Regions from separate parts of the Ovis aries genome. Here region 2 is linked to region 1. The links are chromatin contacts, called in public Hi-C maps. All regions are on one chromosome and are shown on one strand. The core of a region is the stretch at or near the end of the contact, and the rest is flanking DNA. Distances in the headings are between cores, read along the strand shown. Region 1 overlaps BCL7C (BAF chromatin remodeling complex subunit BCL7C). Region 2 holds the start of ORAI3 (ORAI calcium release-activated calcium modulator 3).

Region 1 (7,609 bases), core at 3,005-5,504:
AGATTTGGCAGATTTAAAAAAATCTTAATTTAAAAAACCCAACATGATCCAACTATATGACATCTTTATAATCAATGACATAAATAGGTTGAAACTAAAAAGAAAAAGATATACAAGAGTAACTATAAGAGATGTGGAGTGGCTATGCTAATTACTAGACAAAACAGAATTCAAAACAAAACTTGTTACTAGAGACAAAAGATATTTTATGATAATAAAAAGGTTGACCTATCTAGAAGACATAATAATTATAAATATATAAGCGCCTAAAAACAGAACCCCAAAACACCTGAAACGAAAACTGACAAAACTGAGGGAAGAAATAGGCAGTTCAGTAATAATTGTTGAAGACTTCAATACTTTTGACAATGGATAAAATAACGAGACAGAAGATCAGAAAGGAAACAAATCCGACAGTAGTGGAGTAGGTTTCCTATCTATTTCATTCCGAGAAACTATGGTCAAGTACCATTGCCAAAGACGTCTGCTAGCCAAGAAATCAGATTGCCTGGTGGTCCCTGCTGCCCTTTACAATTGATGTGTCTACCTTGTCTGGATCCCCTCATGTGTGTTTTAGTTGCTCAGCCGTGTCTGACTCTTTGCAACCCTGTGGACTGTAGCCCAACAGGTTCCTCTATCCATGGAGTTCTCCAGGCAAGAATACTGGAGTGGGTAGCCATTCCCTTCTGCAAGGGATCTTTCTGACTCAGGGATCAAACCCAGGTTTTCTGTATTGCCGGCAGATTCTTTATGGTCTGAGCCACCAGGAAAGCCCAGATCCCATCACACCCACTGATATTAGGGAGCCCCTGCTCAAATAGTGATATCCTCTATAAGCATGGAGGTGCTCCCTTCAATGTTTTAGCAAAGAAATTGTCTTCTGGGTCCTCTCACGGAATACAGTTGACAGATTGCACATGATAAATCTAATCTATCACACTAAGCCTTTAGATTCTCTCTTCTATGTGATACCAGGAACACTGTAGCATCTTGACTTCACTAAGTGTAGACTGCTATTAGGTCCAAAATTCAGTTAGCTAACCAAGTGATTTCTTAGTGCCAACTTCTTAGCTCATTAAATCTGGGATCTTTAGTAAATATACCCATAAATGAATGTGGCTCTAGCTAGAGTTATAATCTACCCTCATTGCTCTAACACCCTTAAAACCCATTCTCATGCACTTCTTAGGTTTCTGTCAACATATTCAGTTCAGTTCAGTTCAGTCGCTCAGTCGCGTCTGACTCTTTGCGACCCCATGAATTGCAGCATGCCAGGCCTCCCTGTCCATCACCAACTCCCAGAGTTCACTCAAACTCACGTCCATTGAGTCGGTGATGCCATTCAGCCATCTCATCATCTGTCGTCCCCTTCTCCTTCTTCCCCCAATCCCTCCCAGCATCAGGGTCTTTTCCAATGAGTCAACTCTTCACGTGAGGTGGCCAAAGTACTAGAGTTTCAGCTTTAGCATCATTCCTTCCAAAGAACACCCAGGACTGATCTCCTTTAGAATGGATTGGTTGGACCTCCTTGCAGTCCAAGGGACTCTCAAGAGTCTTCTCCAACACCACAGTTCAAAAGCATCAATTCTTCAGTGCTCAGCTTTCTTCACAGTCCAACTCTCACATCCATACCTGACCACTGGAAAAACCATAGCCTTGACTAGACGGACCTTTGTTGGCAAAGTAATGTCTCTACTTTTGAATATGCTGTCTAGGTTGGTCATAACTTTCCTTTCAAGGAGTAAGCGTCTTTTAATTTCATGGCTACAATCACCATCTGCAGTGATTTTGGAGCCCCCCAAAAATAAGTCTGACACTGTTTCCACTGTTTCCCCATCTATTTCCCATGAAGTGATGGGACCAGATGCCATGATCTTCGTTTTCTGAATGTTGAGCTTTAAGCCAACTTTTTCACTCTCCTCTTTCACTTCCATCAAGAGGTATTTTAGTTCCTCTTCACTTTCTGCCACATATTAGCAATGTATTACAATTCTTCCAATGTGTAAGATGTTCCTTCCTGGATCATAATGTGTACCTGTTCCCCTGGAATATGTTGATATTTGACTCTAGTTAAAGGCTTAAAACTCAACATTCAAAAAACAAAGATCATGGCATCTGGTCCCATCAATTCATGACAAATAGATGGGGAAACAATGAGAGACTTTATTTTGGGGGGCTCCCAAATCACTGCAGATGGTGACTGCAGCCTTGGAAGTAAAAGATGCTTGCTCCTTCAAGAAAAGCTATGACCAACCCAGACAGCAGAAACATTACTTTGTCAACAAAGGTCCATCTAATCAAAGCTATGGTTTTTCCAGTAGTCATGTGTGGATGTGAAAGTTGAACTATAAAGAAAGCTGAGCGCTGAAGAACTGATGCTTTTGAACTGTGGTGTTTGAGAAGACTCTTAAGAGTCCCTTGGACTGCAAGGAGATCAAACCAGTCAATCCTTCAGGAAATCAGTCCTGAATATTCATTGGAAGGACTGATGCTGAAGCTGAAACTCCAATACTTTGGCCACCAGATGCAAAGAACTTACTCCTTGGGAAAGACCCTGATGCTGGGAAAGATTGAAGGCAGGAGAAGGGGATGACAGAGGATGAAATGGTTGGATGGCATCACTGACTCGATGGACATGAGTTTGAGCAAGCTCTGGGAGTTGGTGATGGATGGGGAAGCCTGGCGTGCTGCAGTCCATGAGGTTGCAATGAGTCGGACATGACTGAACGACTGAGCTGAACTGAAAGACTTATAGGCAGCAGGGGAGATGAATTTTGAGTGGAATGAGCACCCCTTTTCAAGGCATTTGCCCCAGGTAAACTTATCACAGGGTTTTCAAACAGAGAAAAGTTAGTTTCATTAGACACAGGAGAGCAAGCTACTTCCAATGGCAAAAGAGACTCAGAATGACTTGGGAGTTCAATATTGTCTCCTTTGTCTGATTCTAACCAGATGCGCCCTTCCAAATTTCTGCACCCTATTCTTTCCTGATTGATGCCCTAGATTTCCCATAACAAATTTGTCAAGACAGTGAATTCAATTGTCATTTTCTCTCTCTAATCACTCAAGTGCACTGCAAAGAATGCATCCTACCACACAGTCTAGAGTTATTACTACTGCTATAGGAGCCAGGAGAAGCAGCCAGTTGGACTCCCAAGGCATACGCTCTAGTTGGCACCCCATCACAATCAGCCACAGGTGATAGTTTGATTAACTGTGATGCAACTGCATAGTGTGGTTTATTAGCATCCCATTTCCCATTGACTAGAGCTCAGCACTCAAGGTTGTGACCGTATCACTGCAAAATCCCATCTCTGTGGGTCTTTCTCCTAGAACCACTCCCACAATTATTGTATCAGTCAGGGTCCAACCAGGAGACAGAAGCTACCATGGGAAAGTTTAACATAAAGAACTATTGATAGGAATAATAGGGAAATGGCTAACAAGGGCTAAAGAGAGTTCTAAAAAAATACAGAATTAGATATTAAGATCAGCTACTATCCTTAGGACTGATGTAGAGAGCCCAAGAAAGATCCCTTTTCCACCAGGCTGAGATCAGACTTCATTTGAAAGGACCTGGTGGACAAACTGCCTTACCTATGTGACTTCCTAGAAATCGGCCCTCTGGGGTGTCAGGTAAAGCTGCTAATCATGGAGCATCGCTAGAACCAAGATGGCAGGAGGTGTTCTCTACAGGAGCCAGGTGCTGGAGAGCTTTATAAGTACTGGGATCAGCACAGTAGAAAGTCATGCCACTGCGGAGTCACATGGTAGAAAATATACACTCAGTGAGAGCCAGGTGCTGGAGAAAGCGGCACTGATAAAGGAATCAAGCACTGTCAACATCAGAGAAAGTGAGCTTGGTAAAAACACAATGCTGGAGAATATCAGACTGCTCCCGTCATCAAGTGTTGGAAAAAGTATGCTCTGCAGATCAGTGTGAGAGAAAGCTGCGTGAGGGTCAGGACTGGTGGTGTACAAAAGGAGTCCCAGCGCTGAGTCCAGTCACTGCAAAGGCAGTGTGTGGTCTGGGGTCAGTGGTGTCTGCATGGAGGTAGAGAGGTAAGGCAATGTGGTTGCAAGTTGGGAGCTGTGAGCTTATCAAAGGACTCCTCACTGTCACCTCTAAGGCAGGGAACCACTGGATGTGCCCACATACATGTGCCCGAGCAAAACTGTGCAACAGGAGCAAGAAAAAAGCCTCAACAGTACCAGAACCAGGAAGAACATCTTCCTCTTTCAATGTCCCTCCAGCGCCCTCTACTGACAAAGCTTAACATCGTGTTCACTGCAAGGAGAAACGTGTACATAGTCGAGTCCAGTATCTCAGAGCAAATACTAAAGCGTGAATTTGGAGCTGAGAGGCAGTAACTTGAAAACTGGCATAGTGGGAGAATCCCCACATAGTCTTTCTGAACCACAGACTGGGGACCAATATAGCAAGACAGGCTAAGTGAAAGTCCCACTTGCTACAAAGACAACAAATCAGTAAAAATACCACATCCCTGGGAGAAGTGCAGAAATTCATGCCAAAGAACTGAAAGAAGCAGGGGTAGTGAGACATCACATACCCATTTAACCTGCCTGTCTGGCCTGTTCAGAAGTCAGATGGAGAATAACTGGACCAGCATGAACTGAATCGGGTAATGATTTCAATTGCATCTGCTGTCCCAGATTTAGTACCTTTCCCCTGGTATTTGGTAATTGACTAGCGACTTGGCTTTTTCTCCAGACCAGCTTGCAAGGTCCACCAGAGCAGTTTCCTCTGTAGCTGGCAATGCCACTGTATATCTTCAGGATGCTCCAGGGATCTGTCAATTCTGATCTGCTGTAATATTGTCTACAAAGATCTCAATCATCTTAACATCCCACAGACCACCACACTGGTCCACTATATTGAGAACGTTATTGGATCTGATGAACAGCAAGTAACAAGTACCTTAATTGTCCTAATAGACATATGCAGACTAGAAGGTGGGAGATAAATGCCCTCTAAAGACTCAGGGGGTACTTCCCTGGTGGTTCAGTGGTTGAGAATCCACCTGCTAATGCAGGGGACATGAGTTCAAGCCCTGGTCCGGGAAAATTCGACATGCTCCAGGGCAACTAAGCCCCTGCACCACAACCAGTGAAGCCCATGCTCTGGAGTCCATGCTCCGCAACAAGAGAAACCCCTCCAATGAGGAGCCCTCGCACCACAACTAGAGAGTAGCCCCCGCTCATCACAACTAGAGGAAGTCCACGTGTAGTAACGAAGACCCAGCACAGCCAAAGAAAAAAAAAAAAGATTCAGGGGACTGTCACTCCAGTGAAGTTTCTGGAGATTCAGTGGCCTAGAGTATGTAAAGATATCTCCTCCAAGGTGAAAGACCAGTTGCTCCTCATACAACCTACTCTCCCTCAAAGAGGAACAGTGCTTGGTAGGCATGTATGGATTTTGGAGGCAATGTAGCTCGTTAGTAAAGGCCCCTGGGAGATGCCAGTTTTGAGTAGAGAGCAGGGCAAGAGAAGGTTCCATAACACTTTCAAGGTGCCCTGTCTCTGTACCAATGATCCAGCAAAGCCAGTGACATTCCAGCAGGCACCAAGAGTAGAATCAAAGCACAGACCCAGGATTTTCGATAAGTGTAGGCTCTTTCCTATAGACAACTGTTCTACTTTTCAGAAACAGTCTCTGAGGAGTTCTTTGGTGGTCCAGTGGTTGAGAATCAATCAGCCTTGCTACGAGGGGACGCAGGTTCAATCCCTGGTCAGGGTAACTAAGATCCCACATGCAGCAGAAATACTGAGCCCACGCACTCAAGAGTCCGTTGCACAGCACCTGATGCAGCCAAATAAATATCTTAAAAAATCTGTAGCTTAAGGGACTTCCAGGTGGTCCAGTGGCTAAGACGCCAAGCTCCCAATGCAGGGGACCTGGGTTCGATCCCTGGTCAGGGAACTAGATCTAAGACCCAGCGCAAATAAATAAATATTTTTTAAAAAATCTATAGCTTAAAAAAGAAACAGTCTCTGGCTTGCTCTTGGGACGTGGTAGGAACTGAACACGTAGCCAGCAGATATCGGGTGACCAAGCAACCTGAGATACTCATCATGAAAGGGTGTTGTCTGACCAACCCAGCTGTGAGGTTGGGTGTACACAGCAGCAATCTGTCATCACCTGAGATACGAGACCAACCTTGGAAAGGTCCAGAAGTTACAAGCCATTTACAGGAGCAGGTGGTTTCTTGACCTTCTCTCCCTCCATCCCTGGCTGTGCCTTTCTAGGGTGTCCCGTTTACACCCAGCTGACTGACGAAGAAAAGACTCAAGCCTGTTTACAGGTGACTCTGGCTGATAGGCTGTTATGAGCTGTCGGTGGACAGCCACAGCTCCCCCCACCAGCTGGGTGAACCTGAAGGACGCTGGTGAAGAAAAATCCTCACCGTGGACAGAGCTTTGAGCTGTGTCTTTGGCTCTTCACTATGTCTGGTGGGTGAAATGACCAGAAGTATGGACCTGTATTAATTGATGGACGGTTGCTAAGGTTTGGCTGGCTGGTCAGGAACTTGAGAGGAACAGAATTGGAAGATGGGTGACAAGAAATCTGAGTCCTTATAGCCCTTCTATTTTTGCACCGGTTCTTATTTGCAGCATGTAGGTGCTTTGTTGCAGCACGGGGAATCTAGTTCCCTGACCAGGGATTGAACCTGGGCCCCCTTCGTTGGGAGCATGAGTCTTAACCATTGGACCACCAGGGAAGTCCATTATAGCCCTTCTTTTAACAATCTTCCTCAATCAGTTGTACTTCAGTTGGAGTCATTTCATTCAGGGGTCCAGCTTTGTCTTCTCTCCTCTGGTTTCTTAGTCCTCATTGGGTTGTTAGCTTCTCTTTAGCTGTTCATGAGTTGATTTCCTCTGACCACTCAGAACAGCATTTTAGCTTCTCTCAAACAGCTGCTACTGCTAAGTCACTTCAGTCATGTCCGAGTCTGTGCGACCCCAGAGACGGCAGCCCACCAGGCTCCCCCATCCCTGGGATTCTGCAGGCAAGAACACTGAAGTGGGTTGCCATTTCCTTCTCCAACGCATGAAAGTGAAAAGTGAAAGTGAAGTTGCTCAGTTGTGTCCGACTCTTCGGGACCCCGTGGACTGCAGCCCACCAGGCTCCTCCGTCCATGGGATTCTCCAGGCAAGAGTACTGGAGTGGGGTGCCGTTGCCTTCTCCACTCTCAGAGGCAAGGAGCATAAGAGAGCAATGTTCCCTTGAACAGGCCAGGGTGTTAGTTTGCTTGGGCTGCCATAAAAAAGTGACCACAGACTGGTGACTGAAACCACAGAAATTTGTTTTCTCACAGCTTTATTTATTTATTGGTGATGCAGCAAGGCACGTGGGATCTTAGTTCCCCAACCAGGCATCAAACCCATGCCCCTGCAGTGGAAGCAGTGAGTCTTAAAACCACTGGACCACCCAGGAAGTCGCTCCATCTCCTCTTCTCTTAAGGATACCAGTCATGTTGGATTAGGGCCCTCCTTCATGACCTTATTTTAACTTCATTACCTCTTAAAAGACTCTATCTCCCAACAGAGTCACATTCTGAAGTAGCAGGTGTTGGGATTTCAGCACATG
Region 2 (7,609 bases), core at 2,248-4,747, 140 kb before region 1:
ACAACCTTGGCAAGGCTCTGTCCTCTTCTAGGCCTTGGTTTCCCCTCCTGGGGGGAAATTAGAGGGTTAGATGGCATGTTTCTGACCATCTTATCTTTTATAACACAGGGGCCCAGGACTTTCCTGATGGTCCAGTGGTTAAGAATCTGCCTTGCAATGCAGGGGACATGGGGTTCAATCCCTGGAGGGAGAACTAAGCTCCTACATGCCTCAGAGCAACTAAGCCTATGAGCTGCAAGTGGAGAGTCTGTGGGCAGCAATATGTCCAATGTGCTGTAACTAAGACCCAATGCAGCCAAATAAATCAGTTTAAGATAATTTTTTAAAAGATGCACATCATTTTCACTTTTAAAAAAATAGGGGTTAAAAAAAGCACAGATTCTGGAGCGGGGCTGCCTGGGTTCATTTTCAGTTGTACAAACTGTGTAATCTTGAGCAAGTAAAGTGGCTTAGTTCTCTCTGTGCCTCTCTTTCCGCATCTGGAAAATAGGGATGGATAACAGCACCTACCTGCCTTATAGGGTTGTTGTGAAAATTTAATGATACATTTAGAGACACATCAAGTGAAAAGAATAGTGTGAGGTACACAGTATGCTCAAGTAGATGTTTGCTGTTATTATTAGAGTTAACACTGAAGTCCAAGGCCAGAGTTTGCAAACTGGCACACCACAACCCAAGCCAGCTTGCAAACATGTTTTGCTTGGCTCAGACAGTGCATTTTATTTTTTTTTTAAGAATTGTTGCCAACTTCTAAAACTCAAGAGATTTCATGTAAATATCCCTATTTCTAGATCCTCCCAGAAATTTGGAAGATCTGATTACACCAGGCCCATATTCCTGCACGGCAACTATCAGTCAGAGTCGAGTCATGGCTGCTCCCTCTGCACAGGAGATGACGGTCTCTTGAAAGCCACAGTCCCCGCCCAGCCAACTTGACATCCATTATCACCTGTGTGGTCTTTGCACATATTTGAGTTGATGATCTTGTTCTAGGGTTGTATAAATTTGGATTCTAGAGCTAAACTGACTAAATTCAAATCCTGCCACTTACTTGCTGTGGAACCGTAGGGATGTGTCGTAATATTTCTGATCCTGTTTTCTCATTTATAAAATAGTCTTAGTAGTAGTACCTACTTTGTAGGATGACAGGAAGATGATATACATTAAAACCTTAAGCATACTTAAGCATACTGGTACTTAGTGACGGTTCAATACAATTTATATAATGTTATTTTAACCCAGGTCACCTGAATTCCAGGATCAGGTTCTTTCCCCATGCCTGGTTCTCGCAGGATCCATTAGATTGCTCTGGGCTGGGGTAAGGAGGAAAGTACAGAGCCGGGAGGGTAGCAGTAGGAAGGCAAGGCTGAGTATTTTGGGAAATTGGGCCATAGCGGATGTTAGCAGTTTTCTACAGACAGCAATCTGGGCCAGGCCTGGTCTTGGTTTCTCCTGGAGCCTGATTCAAACTTGCTCATCCCTGACAGGACTGGAGCCAGTCTGGCCCCCAGAACCTACTCATCTGGCCTCTTGATCCTGCAGAGAAGGTCCTGGCCCTTAAGCTGTCACCTCAGCAACCTGCAAGTTCAGCAGCAGGCGGGATTGTCTCCTTGGGAACACGCTGGACCATGGGGGGTTGGGGGTGGGGCAACTCCCTCAGCTGGGTCCCCAGGGCTGCTCTCCTTTCTCTGCAGTCTGTACAGGTGAAGGGGAGCATTCCCTGTTCCAAGATGACCCCACATCGGGCAGGGTGAGCTGGCCTATGGATCCAGGACCCTCACATAGAAAACCATAGATCTAAGGATGACCCTCAGGGATAGAAACGTTCCTGCCAGTCATCCAAATACAGAGGCTGTGACACAGAGAGGGGCAGGGACTAACTCAAACCACCCAGGGCTATGGCCCCTTTTTATCCCCATCTTGATATCCCCATTTCCATGAGGACCCCTCTCTAGCCCATTTTCTCCTTTTTCCTGTCATGATGGTGGAATATCCTGGACGAGCAGTCCAGCGACCCTGGGTCTCAGTTCCTCCTGTACCCTTCAGCTGCTGGGCCACCGCCCCGCTCTGGGCCTCGGTTTCCATCAACAGGGAGTCTCAGCCATTCTGATGCGAGTCTTGCTCTGACGTGCCTGGATCCAGGATCTGATGACAAGAATCAGCTCATCTTGCTTGGGGTGGCTCCCTGGCCAGCCTCAGAGGGCGTGCCCTTCCATGATCTCACAATTTCCCACTGGCCAGCGATGGGGGGCGGGGGGGCGCGGAGGCCTGTCCAGGGTCACACAGCTGGCCACAGGCAGGAAGGAGCCAGGACCTGTGTCTGCTGATGTCTTCTCACCCTGGGACCTCCCTCAGCCTGCTTCCTGTGAGGCCTCTGCTGGACCGTTAGCTGATTAGCATCTGCCCACACTTGGAGTTTATCATCTCCAGAATCGTGCTTCCTAGGCAGCTTTCTCGCCAGAGACTCCCTCACAGATATCTTCTGAGAGCTTTCCCAGGCCACCACTAAGCACTCTTCATGTCCGCTAGGGCCTGGCCTCCCTCCTCCTGTTGGGTGACCACTCCATCCAGTTTATTCTCACCCCTGCATCCTTGAAGTGATCCTTCAGCCCCAAGCAGCTCGGATTTGCTGTTGAGCCTGTGGTGGGGACCCAGAAACCACTTCTGCGTGTCCTGCCCCTTCTGGAGCTCTGCGCTCTGTCCTCGTATATGTATGCCCCGTGATGTGTGTCCCCAGTGACGCGTTTAGGATTTGCTTATCCTCCTCGGGCCCAGTTTATGCTAGGAGCCACTCCCACACCCATTGAGAGAGAGAGAGAGAGAGAGAGAGAGAGAGAGAGAGAGAGAGAGAGAGGGAGACACACACACACACACACACTTGCGTAGTCCCTTGGGACCTTGTTTGCTCCCCCCCACTTTTCCTTTTGAAAGACCGGTCTTTCCCACTCCTCCACCCTGTCTCCCTTAGGTACCTGTTCACCTTGCCTCCGACCCGTTCCCCTCCATGGGCTTCACCCCCACCCTGTGCGCCCCTTCCCTCCCCTCACCATGGCGAAGCCCGAGAGCAGGGCAGACGTGCGGCTGGAGGCTTTGAGCTTGGCCCGGCTGAGGTAGAGGCGGCGCCAGCTGAGCGCCCGCAGCGAATGCTGACTGGCCCCCATGAGGTCCAGGTAGCCACGATGCACGAACTCCCGGTATGTGGCCGAACCCGCGGGGCTCTCGGCCTCCGGGTTCAGCGGGGCCTGTTCGCCCGGGTCCCCCTCGCCGCCCTTCATCCTGGGGCCGCGGCACCAAGCGGGCTGGTCCGTCAAGGCGGAGCCGAGTCGCTTCTGAGGCCCCAGCAGGGCGGGCCCAGGTCTGGGGAAGGCCCCATGCCCCGACGGGACGAGCGGGGATGCGGGCAGCGAGCTCCCAGGAAGACGTGGCCCGGGCGGAGCAGGAAGAGCAGGCGACTGCGGGGAGCCCTAGGGGCTGCAGCCGAGGCCGAAACAGGAACTGGGGCGGAGGCGGAGCTGAGGCGGCCACATGATGGGGTGGAGCCGGGGGACCGTGGACAGAGATCCCAAGGGACCCCGAGACCCCAGTCCACCTAGGATGTCCTCTGGGTGCCTCAGCCCCACTGTGATGAACGCCGAGCCCGTGACTGGGAGTTCCGGATCCTGGACCACTCCAGGTACACCTGCACAGTCCAGACTCCTAACCCTCACCTGAACAGTGAACTCGGGGGAAGTGACCCCATCTCACCCTAAAGACTGCAGGAGGCCCTGCAGCCTCAATTTCTGGAGGCCCACTTAGACCTTAGGTGCCCCAGACCCATCCAAAGAGCCCCATCCTCCCAGACCCTCAAAGAATACTCGGGTCATCCCCCCCTAACTCCCACCCCCGGCATCCCTAACGCCGCAGACAACCACACGCGAACTCGCCGGCCCCGGCTGGAAGATTTTGAGTTTTATAGCAAACCATATTGTACAGATCCGGGGCCCAGGGGCCCAGCCCGGCTGGGTCCCCCGCTTATCCCTCGCTGGGCTGCCTCCTCCCCCTCCCCCAAGCGGCCCCATCCTCAAGCCTTCTGCGAATCCCCAGGACCCCCTCCCCTCCGGCCTTTGGTCCACCCAGTCCCTCCCCCCCCACCCGTGCACCTCCCTGTTACCTGAGGTATGTGGATATTCCCCCCTCCCCAATATGGTCCAGTCTGGCTCCCCAGGGAGACCCAGGCTGAGGGGCGGGACCTGGCCCCTGCCCCGGCCCCTGGCTCCCAAAGTCCCGCCCCCGCAGAAGTAGGGGCAGGGGAGGGCCAAGAGGCTACTATGTTCCCATGGCAACTAAGAGGGGCCATTTCCAGCCTTAGCACTGGCTTTGGGAGGTGTCCATTGGCTGCTAATTCCATGGCAACCAGGAGTGGCAGTTCCCTGGGCAAATGGGATACAAGGTTCCATGACGATGAAAGAGTGGGAAGAGCCAAGCTGGAGGAGTCCCATCTTCCCCATCACTGGGCTGGCCCACCACCCCCCACCCCCACCTCAGGGTCAGGAGGGGTGGAGCTGCTCAATACAGTAAAGCAAGAGAGCCTGGGGTGGTCCAGTCCGAACTGGGTGGTCCACCAGTCCAGTCTCAGTCCAAGCTGGTCCCGTCCCCTTAAGCTCTGGCTCCCCCAGGTCCGAGGTTCCCCCGGTTCAAGTAACACTTCAGTACAGATGAATGTTCAAGTATAGTGCGGGGAGGCAGGTAGGGGGCGGGGGTACCCCTCACCACTCCCCAGGGCGCGCTGAACAGCGGGTAGGCCCGCGGGCCCCACTCCTCAAGATAGCTGCCATTGTCAGTGACGTTCAAGGAGTCAGGGCTGGGGAGAAGGAACTGAAATCCGGGGAGGAGGAAGGAGAGGGGTGGCCCGAGAGGCTACTACTGCCCCCCTGCACCTGCTCTTGCCCCCCGCCCCTCACTCAGCCCTGTTGCTTTCCCCTGGTTCCCCGAATCCCCTCATCTCTGACACCTGGATCCCCAATTGCTCCTCTGGTTTCCCTTTTTGGCCCCCCCACCCTACCCCCCCAACTCCAAGTATCTGGTCTTTGTTCCCTGAACCCCTGATGGTCTGCTCTCTGCCCGCCCCCCACCCCCCAGCCCATCCTCCACCTCCCCCAGGCCCCTGCTCCCAGCATCTTGTGTGCAGATACTCTCCCCATTCGCCCCACCTCAAACTGCACCTCAACCCCCCTCCCACCAGCCCTTTGGCTCAGCGGCCCCCAGTACCTCTGACCCGCTTCCCCCAGGGGATGGACGATGAAGCAGGTGGAAGGGGGAGGGGATGGGAAGAAGAGACCCCCAGAGATTTCAGTGCAGGGGGTAGAGAGTGGGGGAGGCTGGCTCGAGTCCCTGGGCAGGAACCCCAAGTCGTAAAACTCAGGAATACCAAGTCATGAGGTGGGTGACCTGGCCTCCTGGCAGGGGTGAAATGAAGGCCTGAGGTCCAGGCTCCTGATGAGTCCTGGGGGAGGGTGGGGGGCACCCAACTAGCTGTCCTTGAGAAGCAGCTTCTCTTCTGGACAGCGGAAGGGGCCAGGGGGCCCGGCGGCTGCCAGCCGGGCACAAGCTTCCGGGGAGAGCTGGCGGCAGGAGCGCAGGTCGAGTCGGCGGAGGCGCGGGCAGCGGCGGAACAGCGGGAGGCAGTGGTCCGTGAGGCGGTGACAACCTGAGGGGGGCGACGGCAGCTGAGACCAGAAGGTGAGCAAGGGGTCCACCCGGATCACAGGGCCCAGGAGGCTAGAAGGATGGAGAGATAAGGGACGGCGCTTACCGGCGAGATTGAGGTGTACCAGGGTCTCTCGGAGCGGGGAGGTGGGGGCCGTGAGAAGGTGGACACTGGGATCCCCAACGTGGGCGCAGTGGCTCAGGTCCAGGGCGCTCAGCTGGGGTGCGTGGCGCAGCAGGAGCCGCAAGGAGGCGTCCGTCAGCTCTAGGCCGGCCAGGCGCAGCTCTGCTACCCCCTGCAGCCGTCCTCGGCTCTCCGTTTGCCCTGTGGTAGGCAGAGAAGAGGTCACCACTGTGGGCCGTTCCCATCCCCGCACCGGCTACATCTGCACCCTCCTCCCTCACCACCCCCGACCTGCTCCCACTCTAAAGGAACCTCGATTTGCATTTTCTGAGTGGCTCATGGCTTGCTCTTCTCCCCCAAACCCACACAAGCTGCCATCATTTCATCTGTCCACTGCTCACACTGCCTCCTCAGGGAGGCCCTCCACGATTATGCCATTCGGAACTATAACATTCCACGTGCTCCAAAGCCTTCACTGACGTATTTTTCTCTCTCCCACTAGAACAGCAGTCCTCAACCTTTTTTCGCACCAGGGACTGGTTTCATGGAAGACAATTTTTCCATGGACAGGGCTGAGGGAGGGGGGGACGCTTCAGGTGGTAATGGGAGCAACGGGGAGCCATGGGGAGTGACACTGGGGGTTGGGGACCCTTGTACCAGAATGCCACTTCCAGCAAGGCAGGAATTTTTGTGTCTTGATCTATGCCCAGGACCTGGGATATAGATGCTTGTCAATATATAGTCACTCATCCAACAAATGACATCCCCAACAGGACGGCCTCCTGTCCTACCTCCTCACTTATCGAAAGAGCAATTCTCACAAGGGAGAAAGGGGGGCGGGGTGACACCCGGAGCTGGGGCTTGACACAGATACACTGCTGACACTGTGTATCAAATATGTAAACAACGGGAACCTACTGTACAGCTCATGGAAGCTTCCCTACTTAGTGCTTTCTTGCAGCCTAAATGGGAAGGAAATCCCCAAAAGAGGGGATGTGTATTTGTATACATATAGCTGATTTACTTTGCTGTACAGCAGAAACTAACACCGCACTACCACACTGTAGAGCAACTATACTCAATTAATTTAAAAAAAAAGAGCAGTTCTCAAATATATGAGACCACATCCCTCTTCTGCTCAAAACTCTCCAAGGGCACCTCAGAAGTCTAATCTACTTGGGAGAACATTTGAGTTCCTACAAGGTCTCACCCCTGTCTCAGCTCCAAATTCCTCTCCCTCCTTCAGAAACACTTGAGCCAAACTCCACAGGGGACCCTGCCCAAGGCCACCTGTGTTTAGTCCCCTGCTTGGCCAGGGTCCCTGGCTTTCCCGTCTGAGCTCAGAGAACTCCCCTTCCTCCATCTCTGGGGTAGAAGAGCTCCCACCCTTCATCCCTGCCCCCAAAGCTTTCCTTTATATTGTATCTACCATGATCCTGCATTTCCATTTTTTTAACTATGCCTGAGCATGCACTGTAGGCCAGGTAGCGGCTAAGTGGCAGCCTGCCCCTAGCCCAGTGGCCCTCCGATTAGAGGAGAGAGAAAAAGAAAAAACGAGAGAGAGACAGACAGACAGAGACTGACTTCTGTATCTCCCTGGGCTGCTGGTTGAAACCAATTGCTGGCCCCACCCCCAGGCAGCCTAACAAGTTCTCCTAGGACTTCCCTGGAGGTCCAGGTTAAGACTCTGTGCTTCTACTGCATGGGGCATAGATTCCATCTCTGGTTGGGAAACTAAGATCCTGCATGCCACATGGCATGGTTAAAAAAAATCCAGACAAAGGAAAAACCAAGTTCTCC

The links. A called contact is a pair of places that touch in the nucleus more often than the background predicts.
Region 2: a Hi-C map of hypothalamus shows a contact between it and region 1, with 3 times the contacts expected there. The contact joins the promoter of ORAI3 here to the enhancer-like site in region 1. A contact is called at or near these places in 9 of 16 Hi-C or Micro-C datasets (blood, hypothalamus, liver and 4 more).

The regions. Positions count from the first base shown.
Region 1 is chr24:27,462,181-27,469,789 of ARS-UI_Ramb_v3.0, reverse strand. All of the region lies in intron 5 of BCL7C (BAF chromatin remodeling complex subunit BCL7C), which reads left to right. Among named protein-coding and RNA genes, the nearest start is that of BCL7C, 21 kb to the left of the region's middle. Within about 2 kb of position 4,254, at least 1 of the 54 cell types and tissues checked has an H3K27ac peak or open chromatin away from gene starts, as enhancers often do. A contact at or near this core is called in hypothalamus, where this site is marked.
Region 2 is chr24:27,598,584-27,606,192 of ARS-UI_Ramb_v3.0, reverse strand. ORAI3 (ORAI calcium release-activated calcium modulator 3) reads right to left here and starts at 3,497. Exons shown (of 2, transcript XM_012104397.4): 1 at 3,048-3,497. The coding sequence starts at 3,275. It overlaps FBXL19 (F-box and leucine rich repeat protein 19), which reads right to left. Exons shown (of 12, transcript XM_060405843.1): 11 at 5,792-6,010; 12 at 5,398-5,686. The coding sequence ends at 5,508. LOC121817839 (a long non-coding RNA gene) reads left to right here and starts at 5,604. Exons shown (of 2, transcript XR_006057904.2): 1 at 5,604-5,718.